Regions from separate parts of the Mus musculus genome. Here region 1 is linked to region 2. Evidence: chromatin contacts called from public HiChIP or PLAC-seq data. All regions are on one chromosome and are shown on one strand. The core of a region is the stretch at or near the end of the contact, and the rest is flanking DNA. Distances in the headings are between cores, read along the strand shown. Region 1 holds the start of Vsig10 (V-set and immunoglobulin domain containing 10). Region 2 holds the start of C330018A13Rik (RIKEN cDNA C330018A13 gene).

Evidence for each region. HiChIP or PLAC-seq counts read pairs in DNA pulled down with a chosen protein or histone mark.
Region 1: an H3K4me3 HiChIP or PLAC-seq map of forebrain shows a contact between it and region 2, with 8 times the contacts expected there. The contact joins the promoter of Vsig10 here to the promoter of C330018A13Rik in region 2. A contact is called at or near these places in 3 of 39 promoter capture datasets (the 3T3-L1 cell line, hippocampal neurons and pre-B cells), 1 of 15 datasets of contacts at CTCF or cohesin (pro-B cells), 1 of 484 Hi-C or Micro-C datasets (cerebellum) and 1 of 115 datasets of contacts at active chromatin or transcription factors (forebrain).

Annotation. Positions count from the first base shown.
Region 1 is chr5:117,316,984-117,322,188 of GRCm38.p6, reverse strand. It overlaps Vsig10 (V-set and immunoglobulin domain containing 10), which reads right to left and starts at 2,923. Exons shown (of 10, transcript NM_001033311.3): 1 at 2,686-2,923. The coding sequence starts at 2,746.
Region 2 is chr5:116,121,435-116,127,071 of GRCm38.p6, reverse strand. It overlaps C330018A13Rik (RIKEN cDNA C330018A13 gene), which reads right to left and starts at 3,458. Exons shown (of 2, transcript NR_153384.1): 1 at 3,245-3,458. Ccdc60 (coiled-coil domain containing 60) reads left to right here. Exons shown (of 14, transcript NM_177759.3): 14 at 895-1,491. The coding sequence ends at 996.

The DNA.
Region 1 (5,205 bases), core at 1,674-4,173, 1.2 Mb before region 2:
CCGCCACAGCCGAATCTGGTGCCACACGGATGCATTCCCAGAAACTGGAAGGCAGAGGCAGGAAGATGAAGTTCAAAGCCGGCTTGGGCTATGAAGACAGACCCTTATTCCAAAGGGAGGATGGGAGGAAGTAGGTGTGGGGGTAGAGGGTTGAGGAAGGTTCATTTTCAAATTATTACCTACCAATGCTGGTTCTCAGCTGGCAACCAAGGAAAAGATGAACTGCAGTGTTACAGCTGCATGGAGCATCCTTCAGACTAGCACAGCTGCCCCTTCCTAACCCCCTGGCCTGGAATAACCTTCCTGCAACTGTAACCTTGAAAACTGAGCTAATACAGGCTCTGAAGAAGGCAATGACCTGGCTAATCTCCTCCTGGCTCTGCCCACATCATTGCTTCTAACTATTGAAGCTGAATATGGCCTTAGGTCATCTAGTCAGGGGTGCAGCGGAAGCCAATCAGCCTTGGAGAATGGTTATCAATTGGTGATGTCTGTCATGGACAAGGAGAGGGTGGCCCCGAAGATATGCCAATTCCAATACACACTGGTCCAATACGTGCCACATCAGGCTCCATGTGTTTCCTTAGTGATGTGGGATAGTCACTGTCTCGAGTGCATTGGGTCAGAAGGATTTACTTGGATCTGAGACACTGGACAGGGCGAGACAATATAGCCTAGCAACAGGGTCAAGGTGTTTGCCACCAAACCTGATCCCTGGAACCCACACGGTGGGAAGAGAGAACCCCCAGAGATGTCATTGAGCGCCACACACACCATGGTACATACATACACCACACACAGAGATAAGTTGAAATGTAATTTTAAAAAATTAAACACAGAGTACCATTTGTGCCAGCTTGACACCCTTGTCCAGGGGACCCTTTGTTGTGGCCCCAACCTTAGAGTCACATTATGCAATATGGAAGAGATACACACTCTCAGGGAGAGGGGAAAGGGAGGAGAGACAATGTGGTGCACCTCATGCGGCTTGAGCGTTCCTCTACCAGGCTACATCTCCAGCCCTGCGATGACCAATCTTGATGCTATCTGTCCTCATTTACATGGCTTGGTAATCCCCAGACAGGAATCTCTTCCCAGTAACTCCCCCCAAGCACAGCCCGGAGCACACAACCAGGTGACAAGCTGAAGCACGGATGACAATGTAGTTGAGTCAGAAGAAAAGACACCTGTCCCACCTTTCCACTTGAAAAATGAGAGTGACATATGAATGTCCAGCAATGCCCCTGGGCACCTAGCACACAGGGAAAGCAGACCTGGAGATCTGGGCCTCAAAATGACTGAACAGAAAGTCAGGGCTGGTGGCTCAGGCTTAGAGCCCCAGCAGCAGGGAAGCTGGGGTGACAGTGTGAGACTATGACTCAAGCAAGGAACCAGGACTTCTGGAGGGAGCTTTCCAACACTCTAAAAGCAAGTTCATCTAGCACTCTCTTACTTATACTCAAGCTCATTCAGGCTCCAGCAAACTGAGAACACAGGGGAAGAAGACCGAAAGTGACCCCTTAACTCCCAACCAATGGCTTACAACAGAAGGGTCACTAAGTCGAATGCCAAGCAAGGCGGTCAGGTACCATTCTTTGACTGGAGTTGGTGGTGTGGCTAAGAGCCGAGGACTGCCTGGGACACGTGCATCATCAGCAAGAAATTTTTAAAATCCATGGCCCAAAAAGACCGGGGGGATAACACAGCAAGAAAAAAGTGGAACAAATTTGGGGTCACATGTCCCACATAACACAGGCCACGGCCCAGTCTCTAGTGGGACAGCCTGTGTTGTCAAACTTTCAAATGTTTTCCTCCCACATAGTCAAGCAAACCTAGGTTACGGGAAATGGTACTGATTTTTACACGTAAACAAGTTATAAAAGCAAAATAGCTAAGTGAATTCGAAGCGCATAATAGTTAAGAACTATTGCCCCTTGCTGCCAGGGAGCTCAGAGATGACTGAAAAGCTTACTTCCTAAACGTACAAGGCTAGCAGGTGGGTGGGGTGGGTTTGGAAATTACCCACACCTCCTGGGTTTGTTTTCCCCCACCCCAACCCCATATCGAAATGTTCCTACACTGTAGGAATTCGCGAGCGAGTTAAACTCAAACATCCTTTTCTAATCTATATGTTTTGCTAAGCACACTCCCCCCCCCGCACGCGCGCGCGCGCGCCTCTTCCCACCCCCCAACCCAAACCCCCTCGCGCGGTACTTTTCTGCAACAACGCTAGGTAGATGAGCTACAATAAGACCATTCGCCACCTATATCTCGTAGCGGGGGGGGGCGGGGGTGGGGGGGGTAATCTTTGGTCAAGTCTGAAATGACTTCAAAAGAAAAAGTAAGAGGAGAAGAGAAAAGGAATGGAAGAGGAAAAAGGCGCGGCTTGGAACGCACGGGTCGGCTCAGGTAAACTCACTCCGGGAGGGCGTAAGGAAGCAACTCCGTAATTTACAGGTGTAAGGCCGGGTCAATCTGGGAAGCGGGGAGACAGTGAGATGGACACAAATGGAAGCTTACAGCGAGGTGCGCCGATGCGGCGGGCAAAGCCAGAACACGGAGTTAACAACGAAAAGGGAAGGGGTGGGGGATCGCTTTCCCCTCCACGTGCCCCTCGGTGGGTCCTGCCGCACGTTTATTGCGGGGGCTTTAGGGTCCCCGGGTTGGGGGTGGCAAGTCCCTTACCTGCGGAGCCCTGGCGGGCCAGCAGCGCCCCGAGGCACAGCAGGACGCGGAGTCCGGCCATGGCTCCAGAGATCTACTCCTGGGAAAGCGCGCAGCTCGGGGTGCACGGGGCTCCTAGGACTCCCCGGCCAGCGGCGAGGGGCTCCCCGGCTAGGATGCTCCCGCCGAACCCCGACGATCGCCTCTGGGGCACGCGCCCCGCCCCTGCGCCCAGCCCGCCCGACTGGCGGAAAACAACAGCCGCTGGCCCCCTCCCGCCTCTCCGGCAACTTCCTCCACCTTGACCGGGAGGAGGGCCTTGTGCGACGATCTCAGTCCCGCGGGGCCTGGGAGGTAGCGGCCGTGAGCGCTGGCCCGCCGCTGCGGGACGCACTCCCCGGCCTTGCACTGAGCGCGGGCTGCCGGGCACCCGGCTACGTCCCAGCCCTGCGGCTCTATCGCGCTTGTCATCTGGGTTCTCCGGTGCAGGGGCGGGCCACAGCGCCGCCATCGCTCAGAGCCCAGGGAAAGATGATCCCGCGACCGTCCGGCCAAAAGCAACCACGAGACTCGGGTTCTCGAATGAACTTGGGTCGAGACCACACGAGAAGAGCGAGTTTCGTTTTCAGGTGCTCCCACAGCAGACCCTCTTGGTCTCCCCAACCCCCATCCTGGCAGAGCCCCGGAGCGCCACATTTCCGGGCTCAGCTTTCTGGCATCCCGATTCTGTGTCCTGGTGGACACCGCCACAGCTGGGCCCTCGGGAGGATCTGCCCTTGAAAGGGCTCAGAGAGAAAACTTCGTGTTCAAAACAAGGATGTAGTCATCGCTGTGGAATCTTCACTGTGGGCTCTGGGAGGTGGGCGTCCCTCGGCTCAAGTTCTCCGAGTCTTTTTGTGAGTTTATAAAATATTGGGACGGCTAAGGATGACATTCAGGGGTATAGCGCCTGAGCCCAGCCCTGGATTCTATCTCCAGCACCGCCAAACCAAAGTAAAATATGGAGAAAAGGCTAAAATGGAAATTGGAAAAAAAAAAAAAAAAAAAAAAAGAAATCACAGAAAACCTCACTGTCCTAAGGTAAGGTTTCCTAGAGAGAACTGCCTTGATTCCATAAACACGAGGGAGTTTATTCGGATCGAGCCCTGCCTCCTTAGGGCCACGCACCTAGTTGTCACCTAGGCTATATTAAATAAATGAATGTGCATGGTAGTTTGACACAGCATTTGACTCAGTCTTCTACCTTTGAGGCAGTCCTCCTGCCTCAACTTTCCACATGCTGGGATCAGAGGTACAACCATGCCACTCTGGCTATCTTAAGTTAGTTGGTTTTGATGATACTTGAGCGCTCCAGACCAACTTTCTAGTCCTAAGTCAACAAGCTGATCGTAGAAAGCATCGTGGCTAAGACTCTGGAATGTTCTGGAACCTTGATGGTGCACAGAGAGGGAAATTTCATGGAGCAGGCCCAGGGCACTTGCTGAGTTAACCACAGAGTTCCTGCAACCCTTAGACCAGAGACACCATTCAGTCCCTTTTTACTCAGCTGGAGTTGCCAAGATGAGTTTGTTATAGGGAAAACCAGGACTAGATTCTGCTTAATCCAACCCCAGGTCCACATCTGTGACCATATTCCAATGTTGTCACATTTTCCAGGACCACTAAGGCCAAGGGGACATAGGTCTGTACGTTTGAGCATCACACAGAGGAAACCACCCGTTTGGAAACACCAATGCCCTGGGAAGTACCAGGAAGACTGGCTGAGCAAATGGGGCTTCCCATGGTAAGGCAGGTCATCAGTAAGAGACTACCACGGGAGGTTGCTGTAAGGATGGAGTACTTTGGCTTACTCCAAACTAAGCAAACCTTTTCATAGACACTGAGCATTGTCGTAGAAATCTCTCATTTGAGCCAGGCCCCTAAATCCCATAATCAAATATGGACTTGAACTGTGGGGGGCTGGAAAGATGACTTGGCTACTGAGAGTGCTCAGTGCTCTTGCAGAGACTGTAAGTTTGTTGCCAGCCCCCACAGGCAGCTCCCAACTGCCAGTCGCTCCAGCTCCAGGGGATCCAGCACACACTTCTGTTCTCCCAGGGCACCTTCATGTGCATGGGTGTAGGAACACACTCATGTACATAAGTAAAAACAGAATAAAGGGTTTTTTAAGTACGAGCTGTGGGGCAGATACATATCTGCCTAGGCTATTAAACATGGCTAATCTTGTCTGGTTTGTTTTTTCCACCAATCAGTGAATTAAAAGGCAGAGGGGAAAAAAAAATCACACAGAAGGCAGAAAAAGAGAAAAGTAGCCCAGACAAAACAGAGCAAGGCACAGAGAGAGTCTTCACAGAGCAGAGATGGCGGTGATGGTGGTGGGGTTCCGTGACTCTGATGTCAATTTTTTTTAAGATTTATTTATTATATGTAAGTACACTGTAGCTATCTTCAGACACACCAGGAGAGGGCATCAGATCTCATTAAAGATGGTTGTGAGCCACCATGTGGTTGCTGGGATTTGAACTCAGGACCTCCGGAAAA
Region 2 (5,637 bases), core at 2,209-4,708:
ATCCCCCAGGGATGCCCCCCCCCCCCCCCCCCCGCCTGTAATGGATCAGAAAAGCAGCCCAACAAACAGCAGCCATGATGGGTATTGGTACAAGTCTGGTTTCTGCCTTAGAGCCTCTTTCAGTCCTAGCTACAGAGCTGGCTGTCATCGCTTGCCTTACCCTGTCCATGTTTTGGCCCGTGTCACAACTCACTCGAGAAATAGCTGTTTCTACGCATAGTAAGCGAAACTGACAGTTCAAACAACACTTTTCTTGAGTCTTGTGAAAAGGATCAGTTTCCATGGTGGCTCTCAACAAGCCCTTGTCTCCCTGAACCGCCCTGCGCTGGACATTCATTAGCCCCTGGAGCAAACCCACTGTCTCTGTTGAATTCAAATAAGAACATCAAAGGGCTATGGAGATGGCTCCACAGTTAAGATCACCGGCTGCTCCCCATATGCTCATTCACAACCACCTGTCGCTCCATTTTCAGGGTATCCGATGCCCTTTCCCGGCCTCCACAGGCACACACAGACACACATATAAAATGAAAAATAATTTTTTTTTCCAAAAAGAAACTCATATCTGTCCTCCGACTAACATAGATTTCCACAGTATAAAATAAACATCAGGGCACAAGTCACTACCAAACATGTAAATCAAGGACCGTGGCATTAAAAACATTGTATCACGTAGCCATCAGTCTGTATTATGTATTCTAACAGTGATGCAAAGAAACTCTCAGTTACTTTTGCACCAACCTAAAGATGAGTGTCTGAGTCATGGGGGGGTCAGGGGAGGGGGGAATCCTGGATCTCACAAAGGTTTCTGGGATGTCAAGGAGAGGTTGGGAGTGGCAGTCTAGTCTGGCTCTCAAACCAGACTCTGAGATTAACACTGTGTTTACCCCACAGTTTGTGAGAGAACACATTATTCATATGCCCCAGGAAGACTACATCAACTGGCTACAGAGCCGAGTCAACATTCCCTTCCGGCAGCGCACCATCCTGACATAGAGGGGCCCAGTCCCCGTGGAGGAAAGCAAGCCAGCACCACATCCCTAAGCCCAGCCTGTGCCCGTAGCCTCCTCTCTTCTCTCCTGGACACACGGCATGGAGCAGTGAGATCAGCTGAAGACACTTCTAACAATATGACTGTCTGGAGAGGGTGGTCCCAGGTGGCCCTCCCCTCCCCCACCAGGCTCCCTACCTCCGCTCACTGTCCAATGTGGACTCTTGTTTTCTCTCCCAGACTCTTGTCACCATTCCCCTTCCCCGAAAGCCCTGGATAATAAATCTAACCTGGATGTTTGACATCTTCCCAAGGAAGAATTCAAGGTGTGGCATTTGGGTGCGGCAATCAGATCTTAGGAGAACAAGCTATCATTTGTGAGCTTTTGTAAATTCGACAACCTAGTGCCATGTGTTTTGCCTGCGTAATGTAATTATTTATATTGGCATATGACATTCCTGAGTACATACAGATGAATAAATGAATGGATAAAGAGATGGATAAATAGGTAGTAGTATAGGCAGATGGGTGGGTGGATAAGTGGATGCGTAGAGAGATGGATAACTGGATGGGTGGATAGATGAATGAATGAATGAATGAATGAATGGGCAGATGAATGAGTGGGTGGATGAATGAATGCATGCATGAATGGGTGGATGGATGAATGAATGAATGAATGGGTGGATGGATGAATGAACAGGTAGAGTATAGATTCAGGGACAGATGAATGGTTAACTGCGATGCACATAAAGAAATGGCATGTATGTGTGCACACGTGTACATTCATGCTGTGCATGGGCACATGTGGAAGGCAGAGGTTGACATCAGGATACCTTCTGATAAAATGAGAAGTGAGAGGAGAGAACGGAGCCCTGAGGACAGACAGACAGACTCACAGACGCACCACTGACTGATAGGTTGCTCCCTTCTACACAGTGTGGAATGGATTATCTGGTTCCAGCTCCACAGCCCCCACGGTCCCCACAGCCTCCACGGCCCCCACGGCCCCCACGCACTGGCTTTTTGCTGTTCTGCAAACAAGGAGACAGAGGCTCGAAAGGATTCTTCCACTCTTTTTAAATTTAAATTACATTTATGTTTTGCTTGTATAAGGTTGTGTGTATAGATGTGTGTGCATATGTTTGTGTGTGCACATGCATGCCTGCATGTGTGTGTGCATTTGTGCATGTGTGAGCATGTGTTTGTGCATGTGTTTATGCGTGTGTGCGTGCCTGTGTGTGTGTGTGTGTGTGTGTGTGTGTGTACATACACATAGGCCAGAGGTGAACATTGAGTGGCCTTCTACCACTCTGTCTTTTTCGTGTGCTGCTAGGATAAAAACTACTCTACCCTGCCAGGGATGGTAGTGGACACCTTTAATTCCAGGCCAGCCAGAGCTATGCAGTGAGATCCAGGCTCAAAAAAAAAAAAAAAAAAAAAGACAAAAAAAGAATAAATAAAACGCTGACTAAAAGCAACTTGGAGAGGAAAGGGATTTATTTGGCTTGCAGGGAACGGTCCATCATCATGAAAAAAGTCAAGATATTAACTCTAGGCAGACACTGAAGCACGGGCCATGGAGGAACTCTGCCCACTGGCTTGCTCTTTATAAATCACTCAGCTAGCTTTCTGCTGCAGCCTCGGACCACCTGCCTGGGGACAGCACCCTCACAATGGATTGGGTGCAATCCCCCACAGACATGCCTGGGGTTACAGTGGTGAGAGGGACTCCTCAGCTCCGTCTCCCTTCTCCCAGGGCTGTTCAGGTTTGTGTCAAGTTGACAAACACCATAGCATGCTTCACATTTAATATTTTGAGACAGGGTCTCTCACTGCACCCGGGGTTTGTGGATTCAGCTAGGCTGGCTGGCTATCAGGCTTCTAAGCGCGCCTGTGTCTGCCTCCCAATGCCGGAGTCTGTGGCACATGTTCCCCACCCTGGCTTTTTGACATGGGTGAAAGGAGCTGGACTCAGACCCTCACGCTTACACAGTACTGACTCCCCAGACCCTGAACTTATTTGTAACTGATTCCTAACTACATAAAAAAATTGAAACTGTGCATACTGTGCTGGGTGATTTTTATGTGTACGTGGTACTGTGTTCAATCACAAGCAAACACAGCTCACTCCTCAAATGGTTTATCATTTATAATAAAAATGTCCCAAACCCTTCCTTCCCTGTTGTCTTTTTAAGCAAACTGGGTCATCTGTAGCTACGGCTGTCCTGAGTGTGCCACCCTAGAACTCCGTACCTTCATCCAGCTTTGGATCAGAACAGAGCCCTTTGGTCCACCTTGCCCAACTGTGGTTGGCGCTTGAAGTCTGGTCTCCCTGATGTTCACCGCATCTCTCTGAGGGAAAATGGAGCATTACTTTATTTATAATCCCCATTTTTTTTTAATTAAGCATACAAAGACACCGACGATCTGTGGCAGAGCAGAGTCTAGAATGAGGTCTGTCTAGGACAGGAAATAGCCTGAAATCACAAGACTTTCTGCTTCCTCCACGCCAGACTCCAGCTCGGTCGGTCTATTGCTCGTAACTATGGCGCCATCTAGTGGCAACTCTTAGCACCACTCTCACCATGCCCTTGAGCGAAACCTAAGGGTCTTGCCCAAAAGGGAAGGCAGAGACTGTCAACAACAGTAACAAGTCCTACATGCTCAGACAAGGAAGACGGTTTGTTACTGAAACATGACCCGGAGCAAAGAGCAGCAACACAAGCATCATCTCCAGTCTCTTGGGCTTCAAGAGCCCCAGGGAGAAATCTTTTTGGAGTGAACAGCTTCATCAGAATCCGAGAGAACAGCAACAATGTATCTGGTCCCCAAAGTTGCCATCCCGCTAGACTTCACAAGCCATCTACGTTGCTGCTGCGATGGAACTGTATCTTCCCTAGAGAAACACTTCCAGTAGATATCGGTGGAACTTTCTGTTTATACAAACAGTTCTTTTGTTGTTTATTTGGTTTTGAAGCCCAGCGTTGTGGGAGCGGATCTTGAACTTGCTTATGTATCTGAGGCTGGCTTTGAACTCCTGAATCTCCTGCCTCTATCTCCCAAGCACTGGAATCACAGGTGTGTGTACCACTATGCCTAGTTACATAGCCCTTATTTTTTTAAAAAAAATCCTATAAAAAGCAAACCACAGGACATATTTAGGCTAAGAAGTCAGAGTTTGGGGACACCTGCTTGAGGGTGAGTTTAAAGAAGACGAGTTTCTATTCTTTCCAAAAGAACACACTGGGAGAGCTGATGAAGTGAGATAACTTCAGCATCTCTTTAGATATTTAGAAAACGACAATGGCTATCTTTTCATGGGAAGAGAACAGGTGCCCCCGGGGATCAGGGGGGCTTCACTGGTGTGAACTAGATAGCATGCATCCCTCCCATGCTCAGACCTTCTCTCACCGAGAGCACAGCTACAATGTAGCCAGCATCGTGGGGCCTTCCCAGAGATATCCCATCAAGCACCAGCAAGGGACGATGATGTACGAGAGAGCCAGCAGGCTGTCTGTGTGTGCCGCATGCCAGGTGTTGCAATAAACCAGTGGTTCTCAAGCTTCCTAAAGCTGTGACCCTTTAATGCAGTTCCTCATGTTGGGGTGACCCTCTTCCCCCAATCATAAAATTCTTTTCAGTGTTACTTTGTTATTGCAATGTGCCTCAGGTACAAATTAGTTCATGGATTCTGCTACTGTTAAGGAATTGTGATGTGCATATCTAACATGCAGGATATCTGATATGTGCCCCCTTTACACCCCCACCCCGTGAAATGGTCGCGTGACCCTTAAAAGGGGCCACACTCACAGGTTAGAAACCACTGGGTTAGAATTAGAGTGGAGGACATACTAAGTGCAAATGACTTCATGAGACAGAGACATCTTCAGCCCCCAAAGTCCCCAAGAATCTCGACATAGATATGATAAGGAAGAACGGGCTGTCAGAGATTTACAGTACTGGTTTTAAGGTGTTGGGGACCAGCAAGATGGATTAAGGGGCTTGCCGCCAAGACTGGTGGCCTGAGTTCAATCCTCAGAATCTATACATGGTAAAAGAGGAGAACTGACTTTCAAAAGCTGGTCTCTGGCCTCTGTGGATATATGCATACACACACACACAGCACACGCGCACTAAAATGTAATCTTAAAAGGTTATGTATTGAAGGGAACAGCTATGGAAAGAAAGTAAAAATTGCCCATAACGAATGGACAAATTCTGGAGGTAGAGTGGCCTACAAGATAGAGGGCTGAGATGAGGTATGTGGGGGGCAGGCAAGTTCTGACCGTTCATACAGCATTTGAGCCTGGGAGACATAGCTAGCGCACTCTACGCCATGTGAGAGATGGCCCTTCTCTTGCAAGAGCCTGAAAAGAACTCCACAGTGCTGCTTCAGTGTGGTAATCGTGGTAAAAGTCCAGATCTCGGTGGTGCTCCCATTCTCTGCACAGCCTCCAAGGGCAACACGCGTGTCAGGTGTGGAGACCACTAAAGAGGCCACGAGGACCCAATGTGCAGCATCCAGCTCGTGGCAGGATCTTGGTGCACATTAGAGATGGCAGCGGCGAGAGCGGGCCAGGGAATGGAGTGTGCACAGTCAGTCCACAGTGCCCCAATCTTGCATGGTGAGGACGGCTCGGCAGTCA